Linked DNA regions of Ovis aries: region 1 is linked to region 2. Evidence: chromatin contacts called from public Hi-C data. All regions are on one chromosome and are shown on one strand. The core of a region is the stretch at or near the end of the contact, and the rest is flanking DNA. Distances in the headings are between cores, read along the strand shown.

Region 1 (4,245 bases), core at 365-2,864, 170 kb before region 2:
CATCAAACTCCTCCTGCTAGCAACCCTCCCTCAAAGTGAGTAAAGGATATGAATTTAAATATGAGACTTCTGAACACCTCTAGAGCATCAAGTTAGGGGTTTTACCTTTGATTGAAAATGAAGATCCAGGATTCCAAAGATACCTGTGTTTTACAAAACTAAGGCAGGTGTGTAAACACCTCTATAATATCATCACAGGCGGTTTCCTCTCAAGAGCTGCTCTTTTAGTTAACATGAAGCATGAAAAAGCTTTACTGCTCAGTGTTCTGACTACAACATAAAGATGACATTCCAAAGTTCACCAGGTTCATACCTATAAAGCTCTTTTGAGGAATCCTATAAGTTAATCAAGGAAATTAAATAATGGGCATCGAGTTTGTTTATTTCCTTGGGCTTTGGTTTCTTCCTGTTTAAAATAGGGAAAGTGTACTAAATTATATCTAAGTGCCCTTCCAGCTCTAAACTCCCAGATTTAAATGTGTTGTCTTTTAAAAGCATTGTGCATTTGTAATACATATTAACTGTTAACAACCATTTATCAGATGCCCTTCCCTCAAATATGCCAGATAACAGAAGGTTCACTCATATTTCCTGGAACATAAGAACCACACAAAAAAGCACAAGTATAACAGTTAAATTGAGTCACACACAAAAAAAATTGAGTCACAGATGGCAGCGATGATGAAATAACACCAAGATTCCCAGCAAAAAAAAAAAAAAACCTTCATAAGAAAACAGTATTATGAATATCTTCAGCTAAGATTCCAAATTCTTCCTTCCAAAAACCTGCACTGAGCTAGACACCAAGCAGGAGAAATGGGCTTCACTCTGATTCAAGGCACTGTCCCTTTGCCTGACACCATGGTGCTGCCCCGTCTCCACCAGCAGGGATTCAGTTTGTTCAAGTAAGATTAACCTGATTTGCAGTTTTCAAAAGTTTTTGCATACATGCCTCTCCAATGATTTTTAAAACTCTGTGCCCTCTCATGCACCATGGAGCCTCCCAGGTGGCACTAGTGATAAAGAATCCACCTTCCGATGCAGTAGATATAAGAGACACGGGTTCAATCCCTGGGTCAGGAAGATCCCCTGCAGGAAGGCATGGCAACCCACCCCAGTATTCCCGCATGGAGAAACCCATGGACAGAGGAGCCTGGCGGGCTACAGTCCATAGGGTCACAAAGAGTTGGATAAGACTGAAGCGACTTAGCACGCACCCTCTCATGCACCGTGGAATAATGCACCATGATAAGCATGAAGGTGTTTGCCTTTTGCAAGGTGGCAAAGGGGCAGTCGGTTAGGGGAAATGGGAAAGGATGGCTGGCTCACTCCTGGGCCAAGGAGCATCTCTAAGACAGGAGCACGTGCAGAAGTTGGTGCCATAAAACAATCCTGCCACAGCGCCCCTGGGAAAACCTTCCCCGTGACCTTGGGGGATTATGTACATACGCAGCTTGAAGACAGGCACCGAAACTACTGCAATTGAAAAATGCGCGCGGCCCTGGTGAGAAATTGAGTCAGGTGGGCGGGGAGCGGATCTGTCCTCCGCTGAGGATGGGGCCGGCAGCTATACCGCACGCGCCCTCCGCGTGGCGCACGGACATCCCCACACCCTCTGCGATGCAGCCCCTCCCGCGGGCGCCTGCCATTTGGTCCATCTGTCGAGCCCTGGCCGTGACCCAGAGCGTTCAACTCCATCCTAAATACACACATTCCACCAAGCATTCTCAGGACACACTGAGGCCTTTAAATCTTCCACAGATAACGCTGACTGGCAAACGTTCGTTTCACTGAACCAGCTCGACTTTCTGGGTGTTTGAAAGCGCTCAGGGCTGGCTGGCATCCGCCTCCATTTCAAAAAGTCCAGGGAGTGGGAGGGATGTCCTGGTGTCCAAACTCTGAAGCTCAGTCCAAGAACAAATGATCCCTTGCGCCTTCTCTTCCCACCAGGTGTGGAAATGACAGCACGTTTAAAAATAAACATACCGGGCTTTCCAGCTAAGGGAGCGGCCAGGGCCAACAGGCAAGAGGGGACCGGCCGGCTCAGAGAACAAGGCCCTAAAAGGCGCCCCGGGAGAGAATACCCAGGCCGCCTCCTCACTGAGCTTGCGGCCAGGGGGCCAGCTGCTGCTTCCCTCCACACTGAGGACGGCTCCCTGTTTAACACGTCTGCTTTTAGTTACATCTAAACGGGATGTTCGGTGGAACAGCCACCCTGGCTTTCATGCATTTTTTTTTTTTCACTGAGAGCGTGCTCGCCGTCAGATGCTGAGGGGTGCTTCTTGAAAGCAATCAGCCCGCAGGTGGTCAGATGGGGGGTACACTCGAGACTCCAACAGTTAGCGCCTGAATTTTCACATGTAAAACTGGTGGGTTTGTTTGGATAAACTCAGGATAAGGCGGAAATACTGATCCATTCACCCTTGTTGCCAAACCCAAACCAATAATGACAAACCATTTTGCTGAACAAAGTTCATTTCAGTTGACCTCAGAGGCAGGCATCGGCCCGGATCACAGAGAACTGTGACTTACTAACAGGGAGTTTAATGTCCAGGTCTAGTGACATTGGTCTTATACAGAACAGGGTAACTATACATACCCCACAAGCATAAAAACAACATTTAAAAAGAAAAGATAGATTATTATGGTACCTGAGGAAATAGGAAATTTATTCGGGATAAAATTAACCTCTGGTGATCTTCCTTTGCTGTTTCCTACATGAAGCTCATTTCTTTCTCCAGAGCGGCTGGGTGGAGACCAGCCCTGTGGAACGGTCTTTCTCATCTCTAAGATCTAAAATTGAAAAGTAAATGGGCCACCTCAATTCGGGACTCAGCTGCAGGTGGGGCTTAAGGAATGACAAAGACTAAAATAGGAAATGTAAGGCAGATGGAAATAGAGAAGTCTAGTTTGGAAAAAGGAAGCACCCTGAGAGCAGGGAAGCTAGGTGGATATAAGATATTAGTGACTAGATGCTGGAGAGATGGCCACGAATCACATAAGATTAAGATGTTGGCAGCAAATAACAGAAGTGGTGAAAAAAGCAGCATGTGTAGCTGGGAACATAACGAATGGAGAATCTTTCCATAAAGCTGCCAGGACCAACATGCTCACTGAGTCTGAAACCACATTGTCACTGGCAAGCAGAGACTGAATTGCCTAATCTCAATCACAGCCTTATGGAAAAACTGCTCGTGTACTCCCTAATATGAATCATGTCTATCTTTAGTTTTATGGGAGACACTTTCTTCTCCAAGTGTTCCTTTCGTAAATGTTTTAGTTATCAAAAAAACTAGCTGTCAAGATGAACAAAACAGAAATGATAATTCCGAGGGTGAAAATGTTTAACCTGAATTGTCCTGGGGATCATCAAGGTAAAGCATAATTAGGATTAAAAATAGTCATTCTCATTAAATCTGTTTTCTCTTGTCCTTTCCTTTGCTAAAGTCACCCAGAGGCAAAGTCTTTGGCTTTGACATCCAATTAAAACATCCCACCATATGACTCACCCAAGGATAGCCCGCAGGGAGATCACTTGTAAGCAAGCATTATCTTCTCTTCCTACCCTGACTTTTGCCCTACATCAAAAGTCACTTTGTATTACTAAAGGAAACATTTTTTTTCTCTGCAATGCCCAGCATAAAGAAAACTCTCGGTAACTGTCTGATGTACAGATGAGTGTCTGAGATAACTACGTAGCTCCTAGTGATGAAGTATTTACCATAAACAGGTACTGTGCTGGGTTCTTCTACATCCACTGTCCACCACACAGGGTATGTTCGCTCCCAGTTTTCAGACTGGCAAGTGTGGCTTAAAGAGGTTTACTAAATCATCCCTGGTCACTCAGCCAGGGAATCCCTGAGCAGGAATCCTGGTCACAATGCACACCCCCCGAAAGGGTCATGCTCTTTCCTCTCTGCCTCGGTGCTTGTGGTCCTACTGTCTACCCCAGGCACCGCCATCCAGCGCTCTCACGCCACATTATCCATCCTCTTACAACACAGAGAGCAAGGGTCATACTCTTGATGGATTTCTTTCTGCCAAATAACCATGAGTTGATAACCAGTGAGCCTGATGCAGAGCCCGGTTGCTCTAACAGAACACTCACTGCAAACCTCACTGGGCAAGTCCGAGGGACAATGACCAGGTTTATCAGCCACGTCTTACTGGCTGCTTCTCATCTAATAAGTCAGTAATCTCAGGAAATTAATACTGGGGGAAAGTCAGAAGATAGAAAACTGAAAA
Region 2 (4,453 bases), core at 1,740-4,239:
GTTTTAATATATGTTAGCATTTAAATATAGATATAGTTATGATACGTCTCTGGTTCATCGGTCCTTGCAAAATGTCCCCAATGCTTAAATTTTAATAGCTATTACACTTTCAATCTTAAGGTAGTAGTGGTTCATGATTTTGGAAGGTTAAACACTACTAGAGATGAGATAAGGTTTAAAATTCCAAAGCCTGCCAGATACATTTTTGATATCTGGGTGATGCCCTTCATCATGGGCTGGGTCTTAGATGGTCTGCCAGGAGCCTGGGAGCAGCTGGAATCTTGCATTTCTTCATATATTATGAAGTGGTTATATGGCAGAGGAAAAAATACGGGCATGAACTTTGGAGCTATGCAGAACTTGGCTTCATATCTAGCTCTGTGATTTTGAGCAAGTTCCTTAACACCTCTAAGCCTCAGCCTCATCACCTGCGAATGGGACAGCATTTCCTCTGAGGTGGTCGTGAGGATTAAATAATGTATGTCAAGTGCCCAGAACATTATAGAGCAATGAATGACCCCAATGATTACTTTTTATTTTCATTTCCCAGAGCCTGTGGTAAATGGCCTTGCTTATAAATGAAGTCCTTATTCAAGGTTTTTTTTTTTTTTTTTTCTCTCTCCAGAGAATAGTCTCGAATGTTTACTCCTTTTTTTTTCTTTTTCCCCTGCAAGGGGAAAACTAAACTAAAGTAGTATCCCATAGCTCTGTCGATTCTGAGGTTCTCTTCAGCAAGCTATCTTGAGCTGCATGATGTAATTGTTAGCTAACCTTGGCTTTTAACCAAGCCGTGGCGACAAGTTTCTTTCCTTAAGGCATGCTCTAGATAGTATTTCATCTCAGTTTAGAATGTGCGCTTCATAACTGGACTATTTATTGGCAGGGGACTGCCTGTGCTCCACTTGCAGGACATGTTGGTGAGCTCTGCTCGTCCAAGCACTGTCTCCTCAGTCCAGGGGACAGAGAGCATGGGAACTCCAAGCTCCGAAAGGAAGACACGCTTCACGCTTATCTCCTTAGATGGCACAAAGCCTCCAAAACTTCAGCAGCAGTAACAAAAGAGAAACATTGTGAGACTTTATTCCTTTGCTTCTGAAAGGCTCATGCCTATAGTATATCTTACTGTGGAGAGTTAGACTTGATTTTGTGGCCTGACTTTGCTCCATGCCAGCGGATACTTCACCTCTCTAAACTTTGGTTTTCTCAACAGAAATTACTTTCACCTCAGAAAATTAAACATATTTTAGCATCTTTTTCAGTTCAAGCATGTGTGGTAACTCCCAGAGGGGTTATGTGATGACACACAGAACAAAGTTTCTGCCTTGCAGGCTTATCAAATGCATATGTGTTGGGGTTGGGGTGATAAGCCAAATACATGTAATGCACCAATCCAGGGCATAGATGATGAATGCCGTCCAGAGACATGGATGTGTCCACAGACCATAATGGGCTTTCGAAAGAGGGGTCTCTTCTGCTTGAGGGGACCATGAGGAAGTTTTATGAGGAAGACAGGATTTGCAAAGGATCTTGAGAAAGGAGTAAAGGGATATGTATTGGGTTGGCCAAAAATGTTCATTCGAGATTTCCATAAGATGTTACAGAAAAATCCAAACAAACTTTTTAACCAACCAAATACAAACAGAGATTGAGGCTTGAAAGGCATTCTTGATGGAGAAACAGTGAGCAAAGAACTCTGACAAATGTGAGATCTCTTGGGAAAAGAGCACACACTTCTCTTTGACCAAAGTAAGATAGAATGTAAGGGAATGGGAGGACTGCAGGAAGAGAAAGAGAAGAGGAATGATAGTAATAGCTCACATTTATTGAGCACCTACTGTGTGCCAGGCACTGTTTTAAACACTTTAGTTGCCTTAACTGATTTAATCCTAAAGAAGAGAAGGATGGAAACACAGATTGGGTCATAGTTTGGACTGTGGAGGGTGAGATAAAGAGTTTGTAATTTGGTTGGAAGTGAGGTGTCTGAATTGGAGGAAGGAATAATTGAGCTCCTGGGAAGTGAGAACCATGAATGAACTGAGGTTATAGCAATAAGAAGGATATTCACAGAAATTTTTAATTGAGGTAACCAAGTCCCCCACTACAAAAAGAAATGAAGTCGCCATAGGCAGTAGTGTTAGTGTTTTCTTATTTGTAAATTCCAGCTCTTTGAAAAAAGAGGATATATTTTAGAGTATTATGTTAGTTTATTTTATACTCCATTGTTGATTTGTGACCACAGAAGTGCTATATAAAAATTTAAAGTATCTTAAAAGCAAATCAATTCTGTTACCCGCTTTAAGGTTACTTAAATTTTTAACCTGGAGTCAAAGTGCATGTTTCCGAAATGACCCACTGTAAACCTATTTCAGGCTTAGCATTTTTTAGATACAATTTAATTTCAAAAGAAAACACATAGTACCATGATGGTATTTACTCTTACTAGTTTGTTGACATTATTGATTAGGCTAATATATGCCAGGTAACTACATTTTTCCCCTCTTTATCTTTTTTTGTACTCCTTGAGCTTTTTACAGTCCTTTCCTTCTAGGAAAAACATACTCCAAATATGAAATTGTATCATTTTGAGAGAGGGAGGTTTAAAACATATTTACAACTTCAAAAAAAGTGCAGAGAAATCCTTATAGAATTTAGGCAAGATTTGACTTGCTTTCTGCTTCTCCCCACACACAAAAGAGAATGTGAATGGCCTGTGTTTGTTCTCTGTGATTGACAGGAAAGTAGGACTGGAAATAATTCACACCAGATTAATTTGGCAGGATGTGGATCGTTTCTCAACGTTTTGCTCTAGGCATGCTGTTTCCCTCCTGTTAGCTTGTGTCACCTTCTTGGCTAAGGACTCACACCAAGGGAATTCTGCTGTCGGACACCCGCAGAATCACCACCCATCCAGGGGTCCCGGACCCTGGGCCAGACCTGCTCACTGAGAAGACAGCCCAGAGGTGACGCCGGGGGAACAAAGGGCCTCTCTCCGGCTCTCTGGCAGCACAGCTCTCGCTACCAGAGGGTGCTGGGAGATGCTTGGCTGAGGAGGAAGGCTCGAGGAGAAGCCTTGAAGCAAGCCCAGGTTTTTTACTTTGTGTCCCTGCCCAGAATGATGCACGGGCTAGCGGGTAGACAATTAGGAAAGGACAAAATGAAACCCACATGTGAGGGCGCGTTTCTTAATGCTTTCGTTTCCCCCCTTTCTGCTGGGGCCTTCTTTCAGGAGATATGACCCAGTGGCCATGCTCAGGGAAATTGTGTTTGGAATTCCTTTTAACTGAAGCTACAGAATATCATTGAGTCTGTGCCCTAAAGACTGCTGTGGTGGTAGCAACACAACCTCTTGGGCAAGGGGATGAAAATGATCCAGGGTCTGCATGAGAAGCATTGTTGGCCTCAGAGAAGCAGGGCTGAGCCTGTGTGCTGGGACTGAGTGCTGTCTGTGCTCCTTTGACACCCTGGTAGCTGGTCAGGAGGGGGCAGGATCCTTACTCTGTCCTACCGTATTTTCTCAGATATTTGTCTTCAACACCTCCTGTTATTACCTGGGCACACACATGATGGGCACACACACGGACCCCTGAAATAAAGACTAGGTTCTCAGCTGCACAGAGCCACAGGATGCCACTAGGAACAAGCTCTTAGCATATGTGTTAAGTTGTCCTGTGCTTACTTGGCTGTCTACAGAAATAGCATTTTATTGGAAGTGGAAAAATTACCAAAAGTTATTGATTGGGGCAAGGATCAAAGATGACTCAGAAGTAGACTCTCTGCCTGCACCTAGATAAAGTTGTAACCCAGCATGGAACCATGTTTCTGTGTATTCCCTGCCCCTGTATTTTTGCTCCATTTATGTTATTATCCTTTCAGCCCACCAGAGAAGTTTGCTTTAATTTTTCAAGCTGAATAATATCCTTCACTGAGTGCTTTCAATGTGCTAGGCCCTTGGTCTGCCCCATTAGAAATAATATTTGGGTTAGAAGCATTTCTCTATTTGAAGAAAAGGGAAATGTTTAGAAGTCTTTTTAAAAGCCAAATAAACAGAATATGAAACAAGAAAGTGGCCAAAAATTGTGGTTTTGTCGCATTTTTTTTCTATTGCCTCAGTAAATTATCTTTACACCCACAGAAAGCTGCCCTAGAAAAAGGACACTATACAGATAGGAGTTTGGAGAACTGTAGGAGTGTGGCAAGTCTGGAGGGAGGCACAAGTGATAATCCAGAAGGATTTGTTTGCCAGATTTAACTTGTCAATGAACTGCTTACCTTCAAATGATCATGGTAGAATCCTGCCTTCTGTGCGCTCTGGTAGGGACTGAGTGCATGTGAGCTCGTGCTCAGAGGACATTAAGCAATGGATGGTGTGAGGGCTGAAGATGATGAAACATTTTGCTGGTTGCAAACAGTGACCTTCCCACAAACAGGATTCGTTGGAACCTTCCTGTGAAAG

The links. Hi-C and Micro-C count contacts between places; a contact is called where the count stands out from the background.
Region 1: a Hi-C map of liver shows a contact between it and region 2, with 4 times the contacts expected there. The contact joins two enhancer-like sites. A contact is called at or near these places in 2 of 16 Hi-C or Micro-C datasets (liver and muscle).

The regions. Positions count from the first base shown.
Region 1 is chr26:19,116,895-19,121,139 of ARS-UI_Ramb_v3.0, reverse strand. All of the region lies in intron 7 of MTMR7 (myotubularin related protein 7), which reads right to left. Among named protein-coding and RNA genes, the nearest start is that of TRNAE-UUC, 15 kb to the right of the region's middle. Within about 2 kb of position 1,614, at least 12 of the 54 cell types and tissues checked have an H3K27ac peak or open chromatin away from gene starts, as enhancers often do. A contact at or near this core is called in liver, where this site is marked.
Region 2 is chr26:18,947,292-18,951,744 of ARS-UI_Ramb_v3.0, reverse strand. The region is part of intron 1 of SLC7A2 (solute carrier family 7 member 2); the gene reads left to right. Among named protein-coding and RNA genes, the nearest start is that of SLC7A2, 18 kb to the left of the region's middle. Within about 2 kb of position 2,989, at least 5 of the 54 cell types and tissues checked have an H3K27ac peak or open chromatin away from gene starts, as enhancers often do. A contact at or near this core is called in liver, where this site is marked.